Regions from separate parts of the Sus scrofa genome. Here region 2 is linked to region 1. Evidence: chromatin contacts called from public Hi-C data. All regions are on one chromosome and are shown on one strand. The core of a region is the stretch at or near the end of the contact, and the rest is flanking DNA. Distances in the headings are between cores, read along the strand shown.

Region 1 (7,189 bases), core at 1,459-3,958:
GGAAATCAGGGAAATGCACGTCAGAGGGGCTGTGGGGACCACAGCATCACCATATACATCTTGGACCTCCAGGGTTCTCCAGGTGAGTTCAGGGACAACAGGAATAAATCAAATAAAACAATAGATGCCAGTGACTCAGATTAAGAAATAATACATCCACCATGCAAGGGGTGATAAAAGCTTTTGCACAGTATCCTCACATTTTTCTAGAATCACACTTTGGGTTTTGCCAGTTTTTCAGTTGACACCACCACCAGCGTAGGTACTTAAGGTGAAAATATCTAAATGGTGACATACCAGTTACTTGTAGTAGACCCAGGTTTTTATTTTCTAGATGAGTCAAAGATAATTTTTGTGATGTTCACGAGTGCTCAACAAATTAAAACTATGATGTATTTTTAAAATTTGGGAATGAAATTTATGTCATGGATGGCTAATATTTTCAATGGCTACAGTTTCATGTTTTCATGTGGCCAGAGAGGGCAAGGGCACGCCTATTCAGGCAGAGACTTCTCACCCACCAAAACCCACGGCCATGCCCGTAGCTCTTCCTCCACCTGGCTCTCCTCTGTGTCTGAGCTCAGCTGCATCTCCAGAATGGCCCCAGCCCCACCTGCAGCAGGAAATTGGAGGCAGGCAGAGATGAGGAGACAAAGCCAAAGAGAGCATGATCCGTCCAGCAAAACATTTAGTGCCACCTGTTTAAGCCAGTGTGAGTGCATGCTTGCCCCCCCTTGGCCCCATGCCAGGTCTGAAATCAGAAAAGATTCTGTTCTTGTGAGGGGGTGGGAGGCGGGGGCTGGGCACCCTCCTGTAAAGACAAGAAAAGCTCCACCTTGAAGCCTGATCCTCTGACGGTGTCTTCCTGCAGATTCCAGTCTCTTTGCTATCCTGTCTGCTTTGGTAAAATCTTTGTGGTGGTTGCAGATAAATGCTGGGTGTGCTTCTAGGAATAAGTCAAGGGTGATCAAATCAGAGCATCAAAGGTGGGCAGTGGCAACTGTCTGGAATAAAAGAGCCTCTGAGAAAGTCAGCTGAAAATGTAAACCCTCCCTGAAACAGTCCAAAGGGCAGGAAAAATAACACTGCTCATTGCCATATTCAAGCAGCTTGTCCTGCCAAGGTAGCAAAAAGCTAATTGTGTGTTTTTCAGAGTTTTAGTCAATGATAGACTCAAACCTACAGATTATTTAGAAAAATATTGATAAATATGTATGACTGGGTCACTTTGCTATACAGCAGAAATTGACACAACATGCCAAATCAACAATAATTTAAAGAAAGAAAAAAGAGAAAATATTTAAAATTTAAAAAAATAGGGAGTTCCCATTGTGGTGCAGTGAAAACGAATCCAACTAGGAACCATGAGATTGTGGGTTCCATCCCTGGCTTCACTCAGTGGGTTAAAGGTCCAGCATTGCCGTGAGCTGTGGTGTAGGTCACAGGCATGGCTTAGATCTGGCGTGGCTGTGGCTGTGGCTGTGGTGTAGGCTTGTAGCTATAGCTCCAATTAGACCCGCAGCCTGGGAACCTCCATATGCCTCAGGTGCAGCCCTGAAAAGACAAAATAGACAAGACAAAGCAAAGCGAAACAGACGCTTTACTGAAAAACCTACTTAAATGGATTGGCTTTGTACAGGTTATAGATTCCACATTTTCCTTTACAATTCAAGGAGCAAGCATTCCCTTTGTGGCTCAGAGGTTAATGAACCCGACTAAGATCCACAAGGACTCGGTTTGATCCCTGGCCTCACTCAGCAGGATAAGGATCTGGCATTGCTGAGAACTGTGAGCGGCAGCTGTAGCTCTGATTACACACCTAGCTTGGGACCTTCTATGTGCTGCAGGTGCAGCCATAAAAAGCAAAAAAATAAAAATAAAAAAAAAAAAATTCAAGGAGGACATGGTACTGGCTTTCTTGATTTTGAGGATTTCAGTTAAGAAGGAGGAGGAGGAGAAGAACAAGAAGGAGTAGAAAGGCTCTGGGGAGAGGTGACTTGGGAGGAGCAGAGCCAGGACTACAAGGTCTAATTTCCACTTCCTGGAGGGGGAGGGGGGAGGTGGAGCAGGAGGGAGGGGGAGGGAGAGGGGGAGGGAAGGGGAGGGGGAGGACGACTATGGTTCAGTTTTGTTAGGACTAGTGGCTAAAGGGTTACATCCCTTAGAAGCTACCTGGGTTTAGGAGGCGAGAGGGATGGGTGCGCTCAGAGTTTCCATCCATCAGGGGCCCCCAGAACATTGTTTGAGACCTGTGGTTTCCAACAGTTCAGGTCCCAAGTCCTGCAGCTCTCAAAGCCCAGGTCACCCCCGTCACTTATTCCAGATGTCATGCATTTGTCATCTATAGAACAGTCTCTATTCTAAGAAGGACACCAGAGAGGAATTTGTTACTTAACTTTCCAGACACAGCCCTGGATAAATCAACCAAAGAAGCATGTGTTGAAGGAAATTTTATAAACGTGAAGCAGATGGAGGGCTAAGGAAAGGTCAGCAGCGTGGGACATGGCAGGAAACCCTCTGAGTCACGTGGGGCTTGGGGCGGGGGTGGGGCTCGAAGCACCGAGGGACGGGGGTGGATTCCACTCCCCACGTGGTTCAGAGAGCCCCTTGTTGGAAGATGCTGCGTGCCAAGTACTTGCACGCTTGTGTGTTCAGCTCAATTGATCTTTCAGGAAAAGACCAACCCTCCCTGGACCCTTAACTTGAGATGACTCAGCCTTTTGCCCTGCCCTTTCTCAGGGCAGACTCCCATGTCTGAGGGGAGAGACTGGGGATGTGGGTTTTGTGGCTGCCTCAGTCACCAAAAGGTGACTGAGAGGCACAACACCTGCATTTCATCTTCACTCTGAGCCATTCACTCTCACCCCTACATCCAAGCTCCACCCTGTCCCCTCAGGTTAACCCAGGAGCTCTGGGCCAACACCCAAGGAGGAGACGAGGCCTCATTTATCTCACTAAGCTCAGCTGCTGGAACAAGAGCACATCAGTAGAGGCCTTCAGCCACAGTTTGTCCATTTCCGTTGGCATCTAAACCTTCTTCACCCCCTCCTTTTAAAATTAAAGTATAATTGATTTACAATGTTGTGCCAATTTCTGCTGTATACCAAAGGAACCCAGTCATACACACACACACACACACATTCCCTTTCTTATATTATCTTCCATCATGTTCTCTCCCAAGATACTGGATATAGTTCCTTGTGCTGTACGATAGGACCTCATTGCTCATCTGTTCTAAATGTTAGCGTTAGTATCTACTAACCCCAAACTCTCCATCCATCCCACTCTCTCCCCCAAACCTTCTTTCTTGTGCAGGTTTGGACATAAGCCTATGTTAGCCGACAGATGAGTACTCTCAGACCTCACCTCCCCACCCAAGCAGTGGCAAAGTCAGGTTAATTCAATTACTTGTCTTTTTTTTTTTTAACAATTTTAACAATTACTTGTTAATTCAATTACTTGCATCCCTATTATTCCATTGATAACTAGTTAGTGGACATTAAGAAAGAAAGTGCTGAATCTCCTAGTAAAAAAGTTGAGAATGAGATGGGAATCCTTGGGTATTCAGAATGGCACCTATTTCATGAGGTTTACATATCCTGATTTTAGTAGCTTAGTTATGTGTTAAGTGGCTGAGATCAATTTTTTCTTTGTCTTTTTAGGGCTGCACCTGTGGCATATGGAGGTTCCCAGGCTAGGGGTTGAATCAGAGCTGTATCTGCCAGCCTATGCCAGAGCCACAGCAATGCCAGATCCAAGTCATGTCTGTGATCTACACCACAGCTCATGGCAACACTGATCATTAACCCACTGAGCGAGGCTAGGGATCGAACCTGTGTCCTCATGGATCCTAGTCAGATTCGTTTCCGCTGAGCCAAGACAGGAACTCCTGAGATCAAATATTAAAGATGCTTACAGCCTAGTAGAAATGTACTTTGTGAGGACTGTAGTGTGGATGGCATGGAGGACCCTCGGGGTGGAGGAGTTCCAGCACTCCTTTCCTCAAGTCTCCTTTGGGAACCAGCTCATTCCTCTAACATGGATAATTCATGGTGTCGCTCCTTTTTTTTTTTTTTTTTGTCTTTTTTTTTCCACCCACACCCACAGCATATGGAAGTTCCTGGGCCAAGGATTGAATCTGAGCTGCAGCTGCAGCAAGACTGCATCCTTAACCAATGAGCCATAGCAGGAACTCCCTGTCTTAAAGGGATTCCTATACAAATGCTGCTTCAAGTCCTTTCCTCTCACCATCTCCCCAGACAGAAGGTGCCTCTGAGTCTCTGCTGCAGAAATTGAAAGGCTCAAAGGGAAACACAGTCCTCAGGGAAAACTGTCAAGTCTCATTTTGGGAGTGTTAGGATGAAAGAGACAGAGGATGTGAGCAACCTCAGGACCCTGACGGGTTGTTTGGAATCAGAGCTGCTGAGTGTCCAAGGGAAAAAGGATCATGGCCTGAGAGGTGGTAGGCCTAGTTTGAGGCTGCGGGGAGGGGTCCACTGTCTCCCGGAGCCCAGGAAGGGGATGGCTTTGTTGATTGGGTCTTCCCATTTCAGGTACTTCCTTCAAATACTTGTCTTGCCTGAGATGCTGCATGGCAGAGTGAGTACAGCTGAAGGTTGTTCCTTGCACCAGCCTCCCATGACCAGGCTTCAAAACTCCTTTCACCACCAAGAAGCAAGTGAGGCCAGTAACCTGGGAGTTCCTGTTTTAGCTCAGCAGGTTGGAAACCTGACATAGTCTCCATGAGGATGCAAGTTCGATCCCTGGCCTTGCTCAGGGGGTTAAGGATCTGCCATTGTCACAAGCTACAGCATAGGTCACAGGTGCGGCTCGGATCCTCTGTGCTGTGGCTGTGGTGTAGGCCTGCAGCTGCAGCTCCAATTCGACCTGGGAACTTCTATAACCTGCAGATGCAGTCATAAAAAGAAAAAAAAAAGTTCTGGAACTGAATGGTGGTAATGGTTTTACAACAGTATGAATGTACTTAATGCCACCCAACTATACACTTAAATAGGGTTGAGATAGTGAACTTTGCATTATATATATTTTTTTATCATAATTTAAAAAATTTTAAAGAGCAAATACTAAACAAAATAAAGAGTGGGAGAGAGGACAAGATGGCGGAGGAGTAGGGGGACACGCTCGCCCTCTCCCACAAACACAACAAAAAAAGCACATCTACAGAATAAATGACTCACACAGAACAGCAACCAATCGCTGGCAGAGGAACCTAAACTCCAATAATGGCAAGAAGTTCGTGACATTATTGGGCAGAACGGGAGAAAAGAGGAGAGTGAGAGAAGGTGAATCCGAGCGGGATGGGCACTCCCGAAAGGGAACTGCGGAGGAGAAAGGGATCCTGCACCCTGGAAAGTCACCTACCGAGGGAAAGATCAAACGAACCGGAGGAATCTCCAGATGCAGAGAAGAGTGTAGCAGTAAGTTGGAGTACGGAAAAGCCGATCAAGAACCCAATGGACCATCTGAACTACGGGCACAGTCACCAAAAATCGAGACGCCTGGGTGGGGGCTGGGCACCAAATCCTCGGGTCCAGAGGTTAGTCCCCGGGAAAGGGCCGGGGGACGCCTGGGTGGGGGCTGGGCACCGAGACCTCGCCCCGAAAGTTATTCCCCGAGAAAGGGCTGGGGGACGCCACCTGGGTGGGGGCTGGGCACCAAGACCTCGGCTCCAGAGGTTAGTCCCCGGGCTGGGGGGTCGGGGCAGAGCGGAAACTGCTTGGGAGGTCTAGAAACCATTTGATGGGGCAGAGACTGCCTGGGAGACTAGAAAACAAAGCTGTCGCAGAGGAAGGGAACAATTCTCTAGGAGCGGGGAAGTGGAAAGCTGCATCAGAGGGAACCTGGGAGAAGAGCCTGGTCTGTGCCCGTGCTGGGGAGGGGAGAGAAGAAGGGGTGGGTCCCCATAGAATACCCCCCACACCACAGCAAGCTTACAGGCCCGCTAGCTAGCTGAAAGCTGTGCTTCCCAGTGCATCCCCTCCCCCCACCCCCATCACCCCCTATGCTCTCACCGGACCTGGGGCTGCCTGCCATCCAGGAGGGCTGGCCTCAACAATTGCCTGAAGCCTACCACCACAGGGGCTGTCCCTGCACAGGCCTGCTTGCCCTTTGGAGGGGCTACACTTCCGCAGAGCAGCACCAAACAGCACCAGCCCCCGAGAAAAGGCCTGCAGCCCAGAAAAGCTAGAACAAGCTTAGCCAGGCTGTGAATAGATCGGCCTAATTCTCGGATGGTTTTTCTGAGTCGGGTTGCCCCTGGGAGGAGCATCTTGGGTTTCCAATGGCACTGCTACCCACCCAAGCCCCCAGGGGATGCTCTAGTGGACCAGCTGCATAGGACTGCCAGCTCCAGGCAGGACCCCCTGCAGCCCAGAAAAGCTGCAACAAGCCTGGCCGAATCGGGAAAAGATCTCAGACGGTTTTTCTGAGTCGGGCTGCCCTGGGGAGGAGCCTCTTGGGTCTCCAAGGGCCCTGCTACCTGCCCAAGCACCCAGGGGGTGCCCCACTCCCATGAAATAACTGCTCAGCACCACCAGCCCCCTGGAAGAGCCCCTGCAGCCCAGAAAAGCTGCAACAAGCTCGGCCAGACTGTGAAAAGATCCATCTACATTCTCAGGCTGTCCTTCTGAGTTGGGCTGCCCTAGGGAAGAGCCTCTTAGGTTCTCAGTGACCCATATAGCTGCTCCAGCCCCCAGGGGGTGCTGCACTCCTGAGGAGCAGCTGCCCAACACCGCCAACCCCCTGCAAGAACCCCACAGCCTAAAAACACCAGAGCAAGCTCTGCATGACCAAGTGAAATCTGCTATCATCGTGGTGTGGACCTCCCAGTCCTGTCTCCCCTCAGGAAGTCCTCCTTTGCTTCAAAGAAACACTGTTAGCCCCATCAACACTTCAGAAAAGCCACACTGCCTCAAAAAAGATTGACCAACAATGCCAGCCCTCAGGAAATATTCCACGGCAGTGACAAGGCAAACACTGCCCGATCACGGAGAGTACAACTCCCTCAGGAGAAAGAAAACAACAAGCAAGATGAAGAAGCTGAGAAACCACCCCCAGCCAAACCAACAGGAGAACTCACCTAAAACAGTCAACAATGAAACAGATCTCTGCAGTCAGACAGACCTGGAGTTCAAAAGAGAAATAGTGAAAATACTGAAGGAATTAAGAG
Region 2 (7,189 bases), core at 2,061-4,560, 280 kb after region 1:
AAAGCAAAAAAAAAAAAAAAAAAAAAAATGGAGGACATAATGCAACATAGATGCAGCTAGAGATTCTCATACTAAGTGAAGTCAGTCAGAAAGAGTAAGACAAATACAAACACCATATGCCGTCACTTATATGTGGAATCTAAAATATGGCACAGATGAACCTGTCTACAGAACAGAAACAGACTCAGACATGGAGAACAGACTTGTGGTTGCCAAGGGGACAGAGGGAGGGAATGGGATGGACTGTGAGTTTGGGGTTAGTAGCTGCAAACTATTACATTTAGAATGAGTAGGCAATGAGATCCTACTGTACAACACAGGCAGCTATATCAGTCTCTTGGGATGAACCACTGATGGGATATAATGTGAGAAAGGGAATATATATATCTGTATGACTGGGTCACTTTGCTGTACAGCAGAAATTGGCACAACACTGTAAATCAAGTAAACTTTAATAAAAAAAAATTCTTTAAGAGAACAGACACCCTCTCTGAATCCTCATTCTCCTTTATACCAAGCATATTAAAACATCTGCATTCCAAATTACGTAATTTGAGATAAACTTCCAAAAAGCTGATCTGGGATCGCCCTGCCATTCCATCCAGTAGACATTTCACCATTCATTCCCTGACATTGCAGTTTACTTTTAGTATTTTGGAGTCTAATATTTTTTTTCCAGGTCTGAATCATTTCCTTAAGCCTCTGAGAAGCTCTGTAAGGCCTCAGCATAAGGTCTCTTGATGCCCAATGGATAAAACTGCCTAATTAAATGCCAAACCTTCTGTGTAGACTAAGTGCCACTCTTGTCATGCACTTTGTCCTTATGAGCAAGTACAGGGCATCGCATCCAGACGTCAGAGCTCATCCGTGTGAATCCTAACAGGAGAGGAGATCAAAGACAAGTCTCCCAGATGTTCCCATCCCCAGGCCCAACTCAAGGCCCTCCTGACATCCAGAGTGTTTGCAACTGATGGGAATCCCGCAGCAGACAGTATTGAGGAGAAATTAAATGGAGGGGGCAGGCACATGGCACAGATATATTTGGAAAATCCAGGCAACCTGAAAAGACATCAATCACCCACGTCCCCTTAACCACTTCACTTTCCCTCTTCCTCTTTGCACCAGAAACTTTTCAAAAGAAATTTCACATCCCCTGCTGAAGGGCCTGCTCTCTGCTGCCTACTCTCTGGGCTCCTGTGAAATGCATTGCCCACCACCACACCCAAGCACTGGACCTTTCAGAGCACTGGACCTTCCCCCAGACCCCATCCTTGGATGGCTCTGCAGCACGTGGCCGACAAACCGCCCCTCCTTCTTGATTCCTGGGATGAGGACCCACCCCTTTCTCTGTCACCTCCCTGGCTGTTCCCTCTCCTCGCCCACCTGTAAGCCCTGCGCCCTCTTGCCTCTGCGGCACCTCTACACTGCTTCCCAGGACTGTCACAGAATTCAGTCCTTCCTAGTCAGCTGGCTGCTCCTGTGACTTCAGACCAGCTCTGAGTGGATTCTGATCGAAAGCCTCTGCCAGGGACCCCTGCACATCCACCTCCCCTTCCACAGCCAAGAATGCCAAGGCACACAGGCTCTCCCAGGCGCTGTGCACTAGGTGCCTCAGATGTCTGTGCTGGCACACAGGGCTGTAGCCACCCTGGGTGACTCCCAGGTCCCTGGCCTTCCCTTCCTGGTCATGGGAGAAAGGCACAGAGCAGACCCACTGCCTCCCATATTTCTGTTCATCCTGCACCTGCTAAGGGCTAAAAACACTGCAGGAGGGGAAGGAAGAAGAGAGGGAGGGAATCCACCCACCCACCATCTTTGCACTGGATCAAAAAGAGACCAAAACTCACTTAGAACCAAGGAGGGAAGGATGTGGGTATCATGTGTGAGTCAGAGAGCAGACATTCAGGGTAGCCATCACTGGAGGCTGGAGACAGTTGAGACTCAGACTGGAGAAGGTGGACTGCTACTTAAAGCATGGGACAAGGCACTCACACCTGGAGGGTCAGGTGGCCCTGAGGGAAAGCACTTTAATGCCAGAAGGAATACTGGGTAAACATCGCCCCCTTATCCAGAGGCAACTCAGGAAAGTCCATGGTGAGTTTTGTTGTTGTTTTCTTTTTTTTTTTTTTTTTTAATTTTTACAGCCATGCCTGTGGCATATGGAGGTTCCGAGGCTAGGGGTTGAATCGGAACTGCAGCCACTGGCCTATGCCGCAGCCATGCCAGATCCCAGATGTATCTGCCAACTATGCTGCAGCTCACGGTAATGCTGGATCCTTAACCCACTGAGTGGGGCCAGGGATCAAATCTACATCAATGGATACTAGTCAGGTTCTTAACCCACTGAGCCACAACAGGAATGCCCATGATAAGTTCTGAAACTGGTTTGTAGTAAAACTCAAAATACCCTTTTGGAAAATATCAACAACAAAAAGTCACTGATTTATTCCACAGTGTTATTTTTCAGATAAATTTTCCACATAAAATAAGACAATTACCTCCCCAATAAATTAACAAGCAGGGACACACTGGCCCCCTTCCCACCTCGGTGCAGTGATGCCTACATTATGTAAGGAATTTCCCAGACTTGCTACCACCCTCTCCATAGCAACTTCCAGCAGACGTGCAGAGGCTTAGCAGTGCACTGAGGTTCTGAGGCCTGACCCAGGACAGTCATGGGGGGCCTGGGGCAACTAGAGGTCTAGGCTTGTCACCCGCTTCCACCAGCTGGCTGTGCACAATGGTGTGCAAACAGGGTACACGGCTTCTATGACGCTCACTGAAAAAGTGAGCTGCTGGGAGCTCCCCAAACACAGGGGCCATTGCTTTTTGGTGATAACATCGGGAAAGCAGTCCATCACAATATGACTACTTGGTGCATGGAATGTACACACGGAGCTACTGGCTTATGAAAGATAAAGCGAAAATGCAAATTTGAGTCAGAGCAGTTTCCTACTAGATCCAGAATGAGATATTGCAACATGAGCTAAACAACAAGAACAGAATTACAATATAAGAATTTACAATGAATGGATTGGCCCCTATCAAAGCCCTACTTCCCAGAGGACTGATTTCACCCACAGCACTTTCCTGCCACTGCAAGAAATTCCACAGCCAGTGCAGATGCAGGAAAAGAGACAAATGGGGAAGAGAGGGGCTGTCACAAGAACACATGGGGTTTCCTCAAGGCCCAGGCCCCCAGGGCGGGGGAGGAGGGCATTTGTTCCTACTTTGCAGCTACAAAGCATCTATGAAGGGCCTCTTATTCTTGAGGAATTTCCTATAACCTTGAGGAATTTCCTTCTCATTTCTGAGGAATTCCCCCTCATTGTGCCAGGTCAGTGGCCAGGCACAGGATGGAGGTGGCCCACAGCAGACACCCTGGACCCATGAAGATGCCCGTGCTGCGTGGGTCCAGTTCTGGGGATAGTGGCAGCAGAGGCACATGGCTGGCACTAGGCGGGCAGTGTCCAGGCTGCACAGTCCCATCTGGGGTCCACTGGGCGCAGTGCCCAGTGGGGCTCATGCAGTTTGCATCTGGAGTAAGCTCCAAGCCTGGCTCCCCTCCCTGCCTGCCTCCAGCTCCATGCCATAGTGTGGGGGCCCTGAGCAAGTAGAGAACAGACATCCCAATATGGCGCTGGCCACACTGCAGACCAGGGAGGCACCTGGGCAGTGGAGTCCACAGTGGACAACCCAGGAAAGAGGCCCCAGAATCTCAGTCCAGGCTATTTGGGCAGGAATTCCAGGGCTCCCGGGTCCCTGGACCATCTGATGGCTCTCAGAGGAGCCTGGGACTGGCTGAGAAGCAGGGCAGAACCCTCCAAAGCACAGGGCCTGAGCGGGACCGCTCTTGCCTGGTTCTAAAGGAAGTTTCTGCAGAAACCCAAAGGGAGGAAGATGACGGCATTCAAGGGCCCCTCTCTCTTCCAGGGGCCTGAAGGAGCACAGCCCCCACTGCTTGAATGCAGAAGGAAATCCTAACAGTACTTTCCACATTTCCACCTCACCCAAACTCACTCCCCTCACTGAGTGCCTCACAAAGACACAGATGGCATCATGTAACACAACTTCTCATCCCAATCCTCAGTCCACAGGGCCTGCAAGTCTATCAGACACAAGGGAGAAATATTCAGAGAATGAGGCTCCAACTAATTCTCCTGTAACTAAGACATGACAGTGGATGAGTTCCTGGAAAAAGCAGGGACCACAAAGCAGGTTCTTCAGCTCATGAGATGCCACAACCCATATGTTCTACAGAAAATGAGGGCAAAGGCACGAGGAAAGGGTTACAGTATTAAAATGAAGCTCGTCATTATGATCTTCACCTGTTACAAATATTCAACCAGCTATTCCACCGTCAATATGAAGACCCTAAATGCCAGCTTCAAAGACGAAGCAAAAAGGAACTTCCTTATAAAGACACATGATGGTGGGAAAGATCTCAGAATTCTCTATTTACACAAGTCCCTGTTTCTATTTTTTGTTTTGTTTTTTTGGCTGCACCCATGGCACGGCCTGTGAAAATTCCTGGGCCAGGGATCAAACCCACACCACAGCAGCAACCTAAGCCACTGCAGTGACAATGCCAGATCCTTAACCCGCTGTAGCATCAGGAAACTCCGAGTCCTTGTTTCTTAAACTAGATCCACACATCCTCACAGAGAAGCTGCAGACAGCCAGGAAACTCAGAGTCTATCTTTCCAGGGTAGTGATTTCCCCTGAAGACTTTTGGGGGGACGGGGGAGGAGTTATGATTTTTGTATTAGAGGCGACAGGGATATATCATGAAGAGGAAAGAAAAGTCTCCAAGAGAAAATAGTTTCAAATGATGCAACTGACAAGGGTTTAATCGCTAAAATATACAAACAACTTATACAACTCAACAGCAAAAAAGCCAACAACTCAATGGAAAAAAGGACAAAAGGCCTGAAGAGACATTTTCCACGGAAGATGTACAGATGGCCAACAAGCACATGAAAAAATGCTCAACATCCCTGATTATTAGAGAAATGCAAATCAAAACTACCACAAGATACCACCTCACACCAGTCAGAATAGCCATCATTAAGAAGTCCACAAATAACAAATGCTGGATGGGGTCTGGAGAAAAGGGAACCCTCCTGCACTGTTGGTGGGAATGTAAAATGGTATAACCACTATGGAAAACAGTATGGAAGTAACTTCAAAAACTATGCATAGAACTACCATATGACCCACTAATCCCACTCTTGGGCATATATTTGGACAAAACTTTCCTTGAAAAAGACACATGCACCTGCATGTTCATTGCAGCACTATTCACAACAGCCAAGACATGGACACAACCTAAATGCATATCGACACATGAATGGGTTAAGAAGATGTGATATATATACACAATGGATAACCACTCAGCCATAAAAAAGAATGAAATAATGCCATTTGCAGCAATGTGGATGGAACTAGAGACTCTCATACTAAATGAAGTTGGAAAGAGAAAGACAAATACCATATGGTATCACATATCTAGAATCTAATATAGGGCATAATTGAACCTTTCCTCAGAAAAGAAACTCATGGACTTGGAGAACAGACTTGTGGTTGCCAAGGGGGAGGGGGAGGGAGTAGGATGGACTGGGAGTCTGGGATTAATAGATGCAAATTACTGCCTTTTGGAATGGATAAGCAATGGGATCCTGCTGTATAGTACTTGGAACTATATCTAGTCACTTCTGATTGAGCATGATAATGTGAGAAAAAAGAATGTATACATGTATGTGTAAATGGGTCACCTTGCTATACAGTAGAAGATTGACAGAAGACTGTAAACCAGCTATAATGGAAAAAATAAAAATCATTATAAATTTTTCTTAAAAAAGTCAAGTCTCCAAGAGATAAAACATGAGGCAAAGAAGGGTCCCTTGAGGTGCTATCTCGGAGTGCTGAATTGAGATTTTACTCTTCATTTTATTTATTTATTTTATTTTATTTGTCTTTTGTCTTTTTAGAGCCACACCTGCGGCATATGAAGGTTCTCAGGTGAGGGGTCTAATCGGAGCTGTTGCTGCTAGCCTACACCACAGCCACAGCAATACCAAATCCGAGCCACGTCTGTGACCTACACCACAGCTCACAGCAACATCGGATCCCTGACCCACTGAGCAAGGCCAGGGAATTGAACCCACAACCTCATGATTCCTAGTTGGATTCATTTTCACTGCGCCACAACGGGAACTTCTACTCTTCACTTTGGAGCAGCCTTTTAGAGGCAAACTCTGAGAGGCACTGTCCCATGTGAATACAGCAGTCATCTCGATTCAGTCACATGGAAGCATGGAGGCCCCACAGACTCACAGCCATGAGGCCAGATACACAGAGCAGCCCAACCCTAAAGACAGAGGGGGCCCCAGGATAGCTCCATATGCAACAAGGGGAAGAGAACATGGCCATGACTGCCTGGGAGTCACCACAGTGGCCCCCAATGCAACATGACTGTTCCTGTTCTGCAGAGATGAACACACAGGCGCCCTAGACCCAGGCTATGCGGTCGGCGTGACAACCACCAACGAGCCCCAGAGAAAAAAGCTTTACGTAATTCTGAGCAAACAAAACCACCCCCGCCACAGAGGCAACAGGAACACTCATCCTTCTAGCAAATCCCAGAAACCCTGAAATGCTGGCCAACTTCCTATAGGTGGAGAGATCCAAAAGCCTAGCTCACAGAGCTATCTGATTTACTTACCCAAACAAACAGGGTAAGGAAAGGTTTTTTTAATCATCAGGGTATAAGGACATGAAGTAAAAATAGCCACAGAGGTTTCCTGTGTTGCCAGGACATCTAAGTTATTCAGCTCTTACAAGGCACAAAACCACCAGATTGGTGGTGTCATGTAGGTTCTAAGGGCAAAGGGGAAAATGTGGCACAGAGGGAGGTGCCTGCTGTTAGATGAGGACTACAGACAAAATCAGGCTTGACCACTAGACAAGGGCTCCACTTCATCCTGGACAAGAGAAACCAGACCCAGAGATGGGAGGCTCTGGTCTCCACTCCTGGTGCCCTAAGCATGCTGCCTTGCTCCTTCCAGCATCCCATTCATCCAGCACAGCCCCAACCCAGACACCTGCCAAAGACTCTGATCCTGAGTCCAGCCACACAGGACCTGCAAAAAGAGAGAGACTACTGCCTTCTAGTCAGATGACAATGGTC

What was found. Hi-C and Micro-C count contacts between places; a contact is called where the count stands out from the background.
Region 2: a Hi-C map of embryonic fibroblasts shows a contact between it and region 1, with 4 times the contacts expected there. The contact joins two enhancer-like sites. A contact is called at or near these places in 4 of 47 Hi-C or Micro-C datasets (embryonic fibroblasts, epiblast stem cells, omental adipose tissue and 1 more) and 1 of 2 datasets of contacts at active chromatin or transcription factors (skeletal muscle).

The regions. Positions count from the first base shown.
Region 1 is chr3:51,965,988-51,973,176 of Sscrofa11.1, forward strand. No RefSeq gene overlaps it. Among named protein-coding and RNA genes, the nearest start is that of IL1RL2, 42 kb to the right of the region's middle. Within about 2 kb of position 2,709, at least 6 of the 83 cell types and tissues checked have an H3K27ac peak or open chromatin away from gene starts, as enhancers often do. A contact at or near this core is called in embryonic fibroblasts and retroperitoneal adipose tissue, where this site is marked.
Region 2 is chr3:52,240,646-52,247,834 of Sscrofa11.1, forward strand. The region is part of intron 1 of IL1R1 (interleukin-1 receptor type 1); the gene reads right to left. Among named protein-coding and RNA genes, the nearest start is that of IL1R1, 90 kb to the right of the region's middle. Within about 2 kb of position 3,311, at least 5 of the 83 cell types and tissues checked have an H3K27ac peak or open chromatin away from gene starts, as enhancers often do. A contact at or near this core is called in embryonic fibroblasts and retroperitoneal adipose tissue, where this site is marked.